2 separate regions of the Hordeum vulgare genome follow, and region 2 is linked to region 1. Evidence: chromatin contacts called from public Hi-C data. All regions are on one chromosome and are shown on one strand. The core of a region is the stretch at or near the end of the contact, and the rest is flanking DNA. Distances in the headings are between cores, read along the strand shown. Region 1 holds the start of LOC123407279 (formate dehydrogenase, mitochondrial). Region 2 holds the start of LOC123412308 (protein SAWADEE HOMEODOMAIN HOMOLOG 2-like).

Region 1 (5,058 bases), core at 5-2,504:
TGGGGTGGTTATCAGGACATGCATGTCTTCAATGTGCTTCTCCAGCTCTGGGGACAAGAACAGAAATATTTTATTCACACGTTAAGAGTCAGATAGTAATAATCAGAGATATAAAAGCATCGAAGAAGATAAGTATCATATTAATTTCATTTTACTAACACAAGTCCAAACATATAAGCTAGATTGGAATATATATAGGCATTTGAATTGATCCTGCAGCACAGCTGACATGGTGTGTATACTTCCAGTTAGTTTGGGAAATTGCTATACAAACTAGAAGAAGCAAATCTCCCCTTTCACAATTCACACGGAACAGATGAAAATTACTCTTAGCTGTCATCAGTAAAACGAAAACAGAGTAGTCTATCTGATATACTCATAGCATTACTGACTACACAGTAACCAATATAATTCAGGATTGATATATCAGTTCAGTAAAACACTGCACAGCCAAGTTCCATAGGTGTTTTGACAAGTCCTGCCAAGTTCACTACGCTTTACCGTTTTGAGATTTGTATCTGATGTATAGTACAATATATTCACAAATTGTTCACAGAGAGAAGCACATGAATTGCTTTACAGAATCGTTAACAAATACTCCCTCAGTCCCAAAATAAGTGACTTAACTTTGTACTAACTTTATACTAAACGAGTCACTTATTTTGGAACGGAGCGAGTACTAATAAATTATAGTAGGAAACTGAAAACATGAGAAAAATTGGGTATGATCCTGGGTACTGACCGCTGTTCAACCCCTCCTTGTCGTCGGTGACAATGTAGTGGTGCCCCTTGGACTCGAGCCAGTCGCGTATGCCGAGGGCACCCTCGACGCAGCCGACGAAGTTGGGGTTCTTGTCGGCGTACTCGCCGGCCTGGTAGAACACGCCGACGATCTTCTTGCTGCCTGCAGACGTCTGCGGAACGGGAAGACAGAAATCAAAACACGGCATTCTTCAGAGTCCCGCCAGCCAACCGCGGCACTTCTTCAGCAACCGAAACTTGCAGGAAGCAAACCGAGCGAAAAAAAAACTTCACGAAAAAAAGAAGGGGACGAGGCGAGGAGCGGACGGCATCCACGTACGTGCGCGGCCCTGGATCCGACCGCCCGGTCGACGAGCTGCCTCGCGGCGGCCCTCCACATCGCGGCCATGGAGACGGAGGGATCCCGGCGGAGGAAGAAGCAATCTGCCAATCACCTCACGGGGAACGGCGGACGAGGCAGGGGAAGCGATGGGAGTGATGGCACACAGAGTGAGGGCCGGACGGGACGGGTAGATAAAGCCGCCGCGCCGTCACGCCGACAGGTGGACCGCCTCGGCGCCCACGTGCACGGGCTGCCTGCGCCGCGCGGCGGTGGTGGTCCCGGACGGAAGCGTGAAGGCAACGATGACCTGTGGGCCCGGTTCTCGCTGATGCCCCACGTGTCTGTGTGTGGTGTGCATAGTGGTTTGTTTTGGCTTCTGTTCTGGTTGGAAAATGACTTGGGCCGATGAAAGTGCCAGTAGTTGTCTACTGGAAAAGCGGGCGAGAAGATGCCGTGATCAGTGCCGTGTCCGGCTAGCTAGCGGCTGGTGTGGTGAAGGATCAACGAACCGAAGCACGCTGGGAACGCACATTTCTTGCCGCCTCGGGGATTGTTTATGTGAGTCATGCGTGCATGATCTCGGAGCGGGGGAGTGCTGGTTGGGAGCATTTGCCACCAGCTCCATTTTTTTGCAAATGCGTATCCAAAAGGGACAATTACATTCCGTTTGATTTGCCCTTAAATTTAAAAAACCCTCGTTTCTATTCAAGCTCGTTTGTTCCTCTTATGTTTTTGTTCTTTGACCGTTTGACCATCATTTTAAAAACTTCATAACGAAAGCATATTAACCTAAAAAAATTCAAATAAGATATTAAAATGTTTGGAAAAACATTACATATATTTGCATGTTATTTAAATTCATGACAAAAGTGTTGAAAAGTCCCTATCTCAATTTAAGTCCATATGATATCACCAAGAATAGTAAAATTCAAAAAAAAAAGAAAACAAATTCAAAATATTCTGAATCTTTTTAATGAAAAACATTGAAAATGTGTTGAGTGATTGAAAAGTTTCATCTGGAAATGACATTCATGAAAGTCGTGGCACAAAAAACAAATTGATGCTCCAAACCAAAAGCATTTTGGAGTGTTGATTTTGTTTCTTTTTTGCCACGACTTCCACAAATTTCATTCCCGGATGAAACTTTGCAATCGCCACTAAAAAAAATCATAATTTTTTGAATTTGTTTTCAATTTTTTTTGGGTTTTACTATTTGTGATAACATCATATGAGCTCAAATTGTGATGTGGACTTTTGAGCATGTTTTTCATGGATGTAAATGACGTTCAGATGTAGGTGATGTTTTCTGAATATTTTGATATCTTGTTTGAACTTTTTTGAGTTAGTACGAATTCGTTATGAAGTTTTCAAAGTGACGGTCAAAGGGTCAAAGGGCAAAAGCATAAGTGGAGCAAACAAGCTTGGACAGAAACGAAGGTTTTTTTGAATCTAGGGGCAAATCAAACGGGTGTGACACAACTAGGGGCTCAAATGTAATTGTCCCTATCCAAAAATAAGTACCGAGGCAAGCTACAGACGTTCTCAGAGCTCAGGCACATCCGACCGTCCATCTTGATTTTTAGGCGCATGTCGTCCGTTTGATCTCATGCGTGAAAGATCATGGCCGTCGGATTAAAATTAAACGTTGGAGCAATTAATAGTGTCAAACTGGGATGCCACCACGTGTAATTCTCAAAGCCCGTCGGGGGCATTTCTAAGATTTACCTGTTTGGAAAAAATACCCAATAGTGACAAGGGTGAGACACTCCTGTGGAGAGAGCCTAGCCGCCTCCTCCCGCACTCACGCGTCCGACCCCTTCCTCTATGCCGCCTCCACCCAAACTCTAACCCTAGTTGCTCCCCACGCCACTTGTTGAATCCTTCGCCGAGCCTGCCGGATCCCCGCCATTGATAACCCATAAGTATAGGGGATCGCAACAGTTTTCGAGGGTAGATTATTCAACCCAAATTTATTGATTCGACTCAAGGGGAGCCAAAGAATATTCTCGAGTATTAGCAGCTAAGTTGTCAATTCAACCACACCTAAAAAACTTAATATCTGCAGCAAAGTATTTAGTAGCAAAGTAATATGAAAGTAACGGTAACAGTGGCAAACGTGAGAGTTGCAGTTTCATAGTGATTGTAACAATAGCAACGGAAAAGTAACTTAGCAAGGATCAATATGTGGAAAGCTCGTAGGCAATGGATCGGTGATGGATAATTATGTCGGATGGCATTCATGATGCAACAGTCATAACATAGGGTGATACAGAACTAGCTCCAATTCATCAATATAATGTAGGCATGTATTTCATATATAGTCATACATGCTTATGGAAAAGTGTTGGGGAATGTTGCATGGGAAACAAAAAAATTCCTACGCACACGAAGACCTATCATGGTGATGACCATCTACGGGAGGGAGATCGGATCCACATACCCTTGTAGATCGCTAAGAAGGAAGCGTTAAGAAACGAGTTGATGTAGTGGAACATTTTCGCGATCCAAATCGCCGCGTCCCATGATCCGTCCCGATCTAGCGTCGAACGGATGACACCTCCGCGTTCAGCACACATACAGCTCGATGAGGATCTCCGCCTTCTTGATCCAGCAAGAGAGACGAAGAGGTAGCTGAATTCTCCAACAGCACAACGGCATGGTGGTGATGATGGTGAAGCTACTCCGACAGGGCTTCGACGAGCCGTACCAATCTAGCTACGAGGTGTCACGAAGTAGTGGAGGGAGAGAGGGTTGCACAAAGGCCTGAGGTGCAAAAACCCTCTCAAACCTCCACTATATATAGGAGGAACCAAGGGGAGGGGCGACTTGCCTCTTACACCAAGGAGGAGGCTTCGGTCGACGCAAGGAGGGAGGAGTCCTCTTCCAATTCGGTTTGGTGGAGAACTCCTTCCCATCTTGTCCACCTCCTTCCTTCTCTTTTTTTCCTTTTCCTCCTTATTTTTGCCTTGGCCGAAATAGACTTATTGGGCTGGCCTCATGTGATAGCATGGCTTATTAGGGATGATAGACTACTTATATCAATAAGGAATTCCTTCTTTTTCGGGAGCCCATTCGAACAGAACTCCTAGGTTAAGCGTGCTCGGCTTGGAGTAGTTCTAGGATGGGTGACCGACCAGGAAGTTGATCCCGGGTGCGCATGAGTGAGGACAAAGTGCGCAGAAAAGACTAGTATTGATATGTGGGGCTAGTCTAGATCCCGCGAGGAGTAACGACCGCCGGCGGGTGTGTCTGGGGCATTACAAGTTTGGTATCAGAGCCGACCCTCGCTGTTACACGGATGTTTGTGGACAGGTGTGCGGTCAAGTTGTTCATGACGTTTGTGACCCGTCGTGGCTCACGACATGGTACATGTACTGGACTAGATGCACAGACGTTTGTGCCAAGAGGGAACGCTCATGTGGCCCGACGAGGACGTCAGTTCCTGTGAATGGTGGTGTATGTGATAGCCTGGCTTATTAGAGATGATAGACTACTCATATCAATAAGGAATTCCTTCTTTTCTGGGAGCCCATTCGAACAGAACTCCTAGGTTAAGCGTGCTCGGGTTGGAGTAGTTCTAGGATGGGTTACCGACCAGGAAGTTGATCCCGGGTGCGCATGGGTGAGGACAAAGTGCGCAGAAAAGACTAGTATTGATATGTGGCGCCAGTCTAGATCCCGCGAGGAGTAATGACCGCCGACGGGTGTGTCCGGGGCGTTACACCTCACCAGCCCACTAAGGGCTGGTGCGCCACCCATGGTCCTATTAGGTCCTCTCCCGGGTGTGTGGCCCCTCCCAGTAAAACCCGGAACCCATTCGTCACTCCCGGTACTTTACCGGTAATGTCCGAAATCTTTCCGGAAGGCAAATGCAACAATCCTATATATCAATCTTCGTTTCCGGACCATTCCAGAGACACTAGTGATGTCTGGGATCTCATCCGGGACTCAGAACAACATTCGGTTACCAACAT
Region 2 (5,133 bases), core at 2,445-4,944, 640 kb after region 1:
CCTGATCATGAGCATTAGATGTCATTGATAACGGGATCACATCATTGGGGGAATGATGTGATGGACAAGACCCAATCCTAAGCATAGCACTAGATCGTATTGTTCGTATGCTAAAGCTTTTCTAATGTCAAGTGTCTTTTCCTTCGACTGTGAGATTGTGCAACTCCCGGATACCATAGGAGTGCTTTGGGTGTATCAAACGTCACAACGTAACTGGGTGACTATAAAGGTGCACTACGGGTACCTTTGAAAGTGTCTGTTGGGTTGGCACGAATCGAGATCGGGATTTGTCACTCCATGTGACAGAGAGGTATCTTTGGGCCCACTCGGTAGAACATCTTCATGAGCTCAGTGTGATTAAGAAGTTAGTCACAGGATGACGTGCTACGGAACGAGTAAAGATACTTACCGGTAACGAGATTGAACAAGGTATAGGTATACCGACGATCGAATCTCGGGCAAGTTCTATACCGACAGACAAAGGGAATTGTATACGAGATTGATTGAATCCTTAACATCGTGGTTCATCCGATGAGATCATCGTGGAGCAAGTGGGAGCCACCATGGGTATCCAGACCCCGCTGATGGTTATTGGCCGGAGAGGTATCTCGGTCATGTCTGCTTGTTTCCCGAACCCGTAGGGTCTACATACTTAAGGTTCGATGACGCTAGGGTTATAGGGAATTGTTATACGAGGTTACCGAAATTTGTCCAGAGTCCCGGATGAGATCCCGGACGTCACGAGGAGCTCCAGAATGGTCCGGAGGTAAAGATTGATATATAGGATGGAGGGTTTTGGACGCCGGAAATGTTTCGGGCGTCACCGGTAGCGTACCGGGACCACCGGAAATGGTCTCGGGGGTCCAGCGGGAGGGGCCACCAACCCCAAGAGGTAGCATGGGCCAAAAGGTGGAGGGCAACCAACCCAAAGTGGGCTGGCGCGCCTCCCACAAAGGGGCCCAAGGCGCGGGAGGTGGAGAGGGGGGAAACCCTAGGCGCTGGTGGGCCTAAGGCCCACCTAGGGGTGCACCACCCCCTCCCCCTGCCCTGGCCGCCACACCTCCCATCTGGGGGGGGATGCCGCACCACCTAGGGTGGGAACCCTAGGGGTGGCACCCCCCCTCCTCCTATATATACCTAGGGTTTTGGGGCTGTTTTGCACACCGTTTCTTCCCTCCCTCGGCGCAGCCCTGCTCCCCTCCTTCCTCCTCCTCCCACGGTGCTTGGCAAAGCCCTGCCGGGAGACCTCGTCTCTCCATCGATACCACGCCATCGTGCTGTCGGAGATCTTCCCCAACCTCTCCCTCCTCCTTGCTGGACGAAGGTGCGGGAGACGTCACCGGGCTGCACGTGTGTTGAACGCGGAGGTGCCGTGGTTCGGCACTAGATCGGAATCACACCGCGATCTGAATCGCCGCGAGTACGACTCCATCAACCGCGTTCTAGCAACGCTTCCGCTCAGAGATCTTCAAAGGTATGAAGATGCACTCACCCCTCTCTCGTTGTTGGTCTCTCCATAGGAAGATCTGAATATGGCGTAGGAAAATTTTGAATTTATGCTACGTTACCCAACAGAGAGCGCCCGTCAGGAGGGGGCCAACGTGCATCTTCCAGGGCACCAGCGGCCATGATACCTCTGAGTGCCACGAGCTCCGACTGGTCCGTGCCGAGCACTTCAGCAGGCGCCCCCGGTGGGGAGACAGAGGCCCCACGCACGGCCGTGGTCGCAGTGGAGGCCGCTGGGATGATCGAGAACCACGTCAGGGGTGGCATGAATAGCCTCATGAAGACCGTTGGCGCGGCCAACCTCAGGAGGACCGCTGGCGCGACCGGGCTCGGGACGACCGCTGGCGCGACGACCTTCAGGAGGTACAACGACGCAGTTAGCCTCGTGAGGCTCGCCCTCATGAGGCTGGGCTGCCGCCGCTGCCTCCGCCACCCAGAAGGAGGGATGAAGACATGAAGAATGATGGGCCTGGGGGCTTCTAGGAGGTCAGGGCGGTGGCCTCCATCTTGGGCGGCGCCCAGACCCCGGCCTCGAACCGCGCCTTCAAGTAGTTCGCCTGGGAGGTGAATGCCACTCTCCCGAAGCCCGAAGCAATGCGCCCCTCAACTGGTCCCAGACCACCATCACCTTCGACCCAAGTGATCAGCTCAGGTGCTCATTCATGGCCGGCAAGCTCCCCATAATGTGCACCTTGACCATCAGCAACGTCCTCGTCACCAAGACCCTTATCGACAGTGGAGCGGGGCTCAACGTCCTCTCGGTCGAGACCTTCGAGACACTCCAGCTATCGTACGAACAGCTCATGCCGACCAAGCCCTTCTCAGGAGTCATGGATGGGTCCACCGTGCCCATCGGGCAGGTGCGTCAGCCAGTCACCTTCGGCGAGCGCAAGAACTACCACACTGAGATCATCGTCTTCGACGTCGTGCACCTCCACCTGTCGTACAACGTGATCCTTGGGTGCCCGGCTCTCGCCAAGTTCATGGCAGTGACCCACCATGGCTACAACGTCCTCAAGATGTCAGGGAGCAGCGGCGTCATCACCATCGCCTGCGACGAGAAGATGTCGTCTGCACACTCGAGCACGCCTACCGCGCCGCGGCGGCGGAATGCTCGGATGACGAAGAAGACGAGCCACCTCGTGAGGACCCATGCAAGAAGAAGCAACAGCTCCTCGGCGGAACGATTGGATGGTTAGAATGACAGTGGTATCTCAGTCCATCAAGGTTTAAGTCCTGGTGCTCGCATTATTCCTGAATTTATTTCAGGATTTTCGACGATGTGCATTCAGTGGGAGAAAACGTTTCCGTCGACAGCGAGACGTCTACGATGACTTCATAAATCTCAAGATGATATGTCCGCTCACTATCTTTAAGATGCTCACATGGATAGAATGTATGTGTACGTTTATAAGAGTGAGTGTTAGAGAAAAAGTTTACATATGTGTAGGTGTAGCATTTTTGAGTCACGAGACTCATGACCCCATGTACGTCGTGTGACAAGCAATCAAGCAACAAAAGCAGGCAACTCTAAATAAAGGCACTATCTACACCGGCGCGCCGGGCAAAACTTTCGGTCGATCGCGTGCGAGCCGTCAGAACAGGCCCTGTTGAACGATCGAGTCATGCAGCAAAAACCGTCGATGATAGCAAAAATAAGCAGCGGTGTAGCAAATTTCGGCCACGGATACAGCAAAAACTTGGTTGCAGCAAAATCATCGTCGTCGTCGCGAGGTCGCAACACCGTCTTGATGGATGTAGCAAAAAAGTTCATCGGCAATAGCAAAATGCAACTACGGTTGCAGCAAAAATTCCTCATAGCCGTCGCTAGGTCGCAGGTCCACCTTGATGGATGTAGCAAAAAAGTTAGGCAGTAGTAGAAAAATGCAAGTACTGTTACAGTTTTCCTTGCTGGGCAGAGCCGATTGAAGCTTTTTCTGTCTATGGTTGAAGCTTTTTTAGATGACGGTTACAACACTTGTATACGCGCGAGCCCAATGATGAAAGCACGTGACGAAGACGACAGGCGAAGGCTGGAACCGACGGATCTGACGGCCGATGGGGACGGGCACCGGTGATGCGGACGATCGACGGGGACGGACACCGACGATGCGGGCGGCAGCGATGCAGGGACGGCAGCAGACCGGCTGTAAACGTTTCTTAAAAAAAAAAAAGCTAGGCGACAGAAGGGGGGCGTCGCGTCGGCCTCGTGACTCGGATCAGATTCCAGACCCGCAGAAAAGGGCGGCCAACACAGGCAGCGGCACACAGCACAGCAGGAGACACAGAGGCGAGATCCCGTGGAGGCTCAGCGGCCGCCTGTCTGAACCGGCAACGTACCTCTTCCCTCCCCCCTCCCCGTTCCCCGCTCCACTCCGACGATCTACCCGTCGAGTCTCCTCACCGCGCCACCCGCGGCAGCGCCGGAGGAGGAGGATGGGGCGGCCGCCGAGCAGCGGGGGCCCAGCGTTCCGGTTCACGCACGCGGAGGTGGCGGAGATGGAGGAGCACCTGCGTCACCTCAACAACGCCATCCCGCAGCGCAGCGTCATCCAGGGCCTCGCCGAGAAGTTCACCGCCTCCGCCTCCCGCACCGGCAAGATCCCCGTCCAGTACAAGCAGGTACGTACGTACTAGGTTTCCCCCTCCCCGTCCGCGGAGCTCGAATTTAGTTCCCCCCACCCTATTTCCTTCCTTGGCGATACGAGACGGGCCCGTCTTATTTTCCGATCTAAAAGTATGTTGGATTTTGTGGATCGGCGCAGGTGTGGAACTGGTTCCAGAACCGGAGGTACTCGCAGCGGGCCAGGACCCCCAGGGGCGCGCCGCCGCCGCAGGGGAAGATGCTGCCCACGGGGGCCGAGGAGCACCACCCGGCCTCCTTCAGGGCTCAGGGGTCATCCTCTTCCTACCCCGGATCCCACTCAGGTGGCTGCTTGAACGCCCATAACTCGATATTTACGTATGCTGTTCATTTCCACAGCATATAGTAATTCCCCCTGATGGTTAAGATGACAATGATGATGGTATATCGGTATTGCTTTGGTGGTGCAGAAAATTTATGCACCAGTGCTGTGCTCGTTATGTTGAGTGTAGGGGTGCCTCTGAGTGTCCAGGGCTTGTGTTTGGGTGCTGGCTGCTATAAGAACAATTTTAGTGTTCATCGTTTAGAAAACTTTAGTTTTGCAACCGACCAGCCATGAACCATGTATCATGTTGATTATGGATTATTGATATTTTCGTTACCAATCAGGAAAGAGTGCTTCGGATGGTGGCATGGCCGAGTTTGAAGCAAAGTCAGCTAGAGATGGCGCGTGGTATGCAGATATACATACTTCATCCTCTCATCTTTTGTATCTTTTCATGTCACATGTGGTCTGTTTTTGCGTATATGTTGATTTATTTTTGTGCGTGTGTGGGCTGGTTTGTGTGTCTGTTTGTGTGTGTGGTGGTGGTGGGGGTTAAGCGTTGATCCAGTTTACTTGCATAAACCTTTTAGTTTTATATGCATGACCGGTCTTTGTTGTTACAGGTATGATGTTGCTGCCTTTCTGTCCCACAGGCTCTTTGAAACGGGGGACCCGGTAATGGCCATATATTTTTTTTGTTAAATATGATTGATTTACT

The links. Hi-C and Micro-C count contacts between places; a contact is called where the count stands out from the background.
Region 2: a Hi-C map of leaf shows a contact between it and region 1, with 2.8 times the contacts expected there. The contact joins the promoter of LOC123412308 here to the promoter of LOC123407279 in region 1. A contact is called at or near these places in 1 of 6 Hi-C or Micro-C datasets (leaf) and 1 of 1 datasets of contacts at active chromatin or transcription factors (embryo).

Annotation. Positions count from the first base shown.
Region 1 is chr7H:153,464,758-153,469,815 of MorexV3_pseudomolecules_assembly, forward strand. It overlaps LOC123407279 (formate dehydrogenase, mitochondrial), which reads right to left and starts at 1,255. Exons shown (of 6, transcript XM_045100381.1): 1 at 1,082-1,255; 2 at 743-914; 3 at 1-47. The coding sequence starts at 1,150.
Region 2 is chr7H:154,107,180-154,112,312 of MorexV3_pseudomolecules_assembly, forward strand. LOC123412308 (protein SAWADEE HOMEODOMAIN HOMOLOG 2-like) reads left to right here and starts at 3,695. Exons shown (of 7, transcript XM_045105263.1): 1 at 3,695-4,128; 2 at 4,272-4,434; 3 at 4,760-4,823; 4 at 5,039-5,090. The coding sequence starts at 3,943.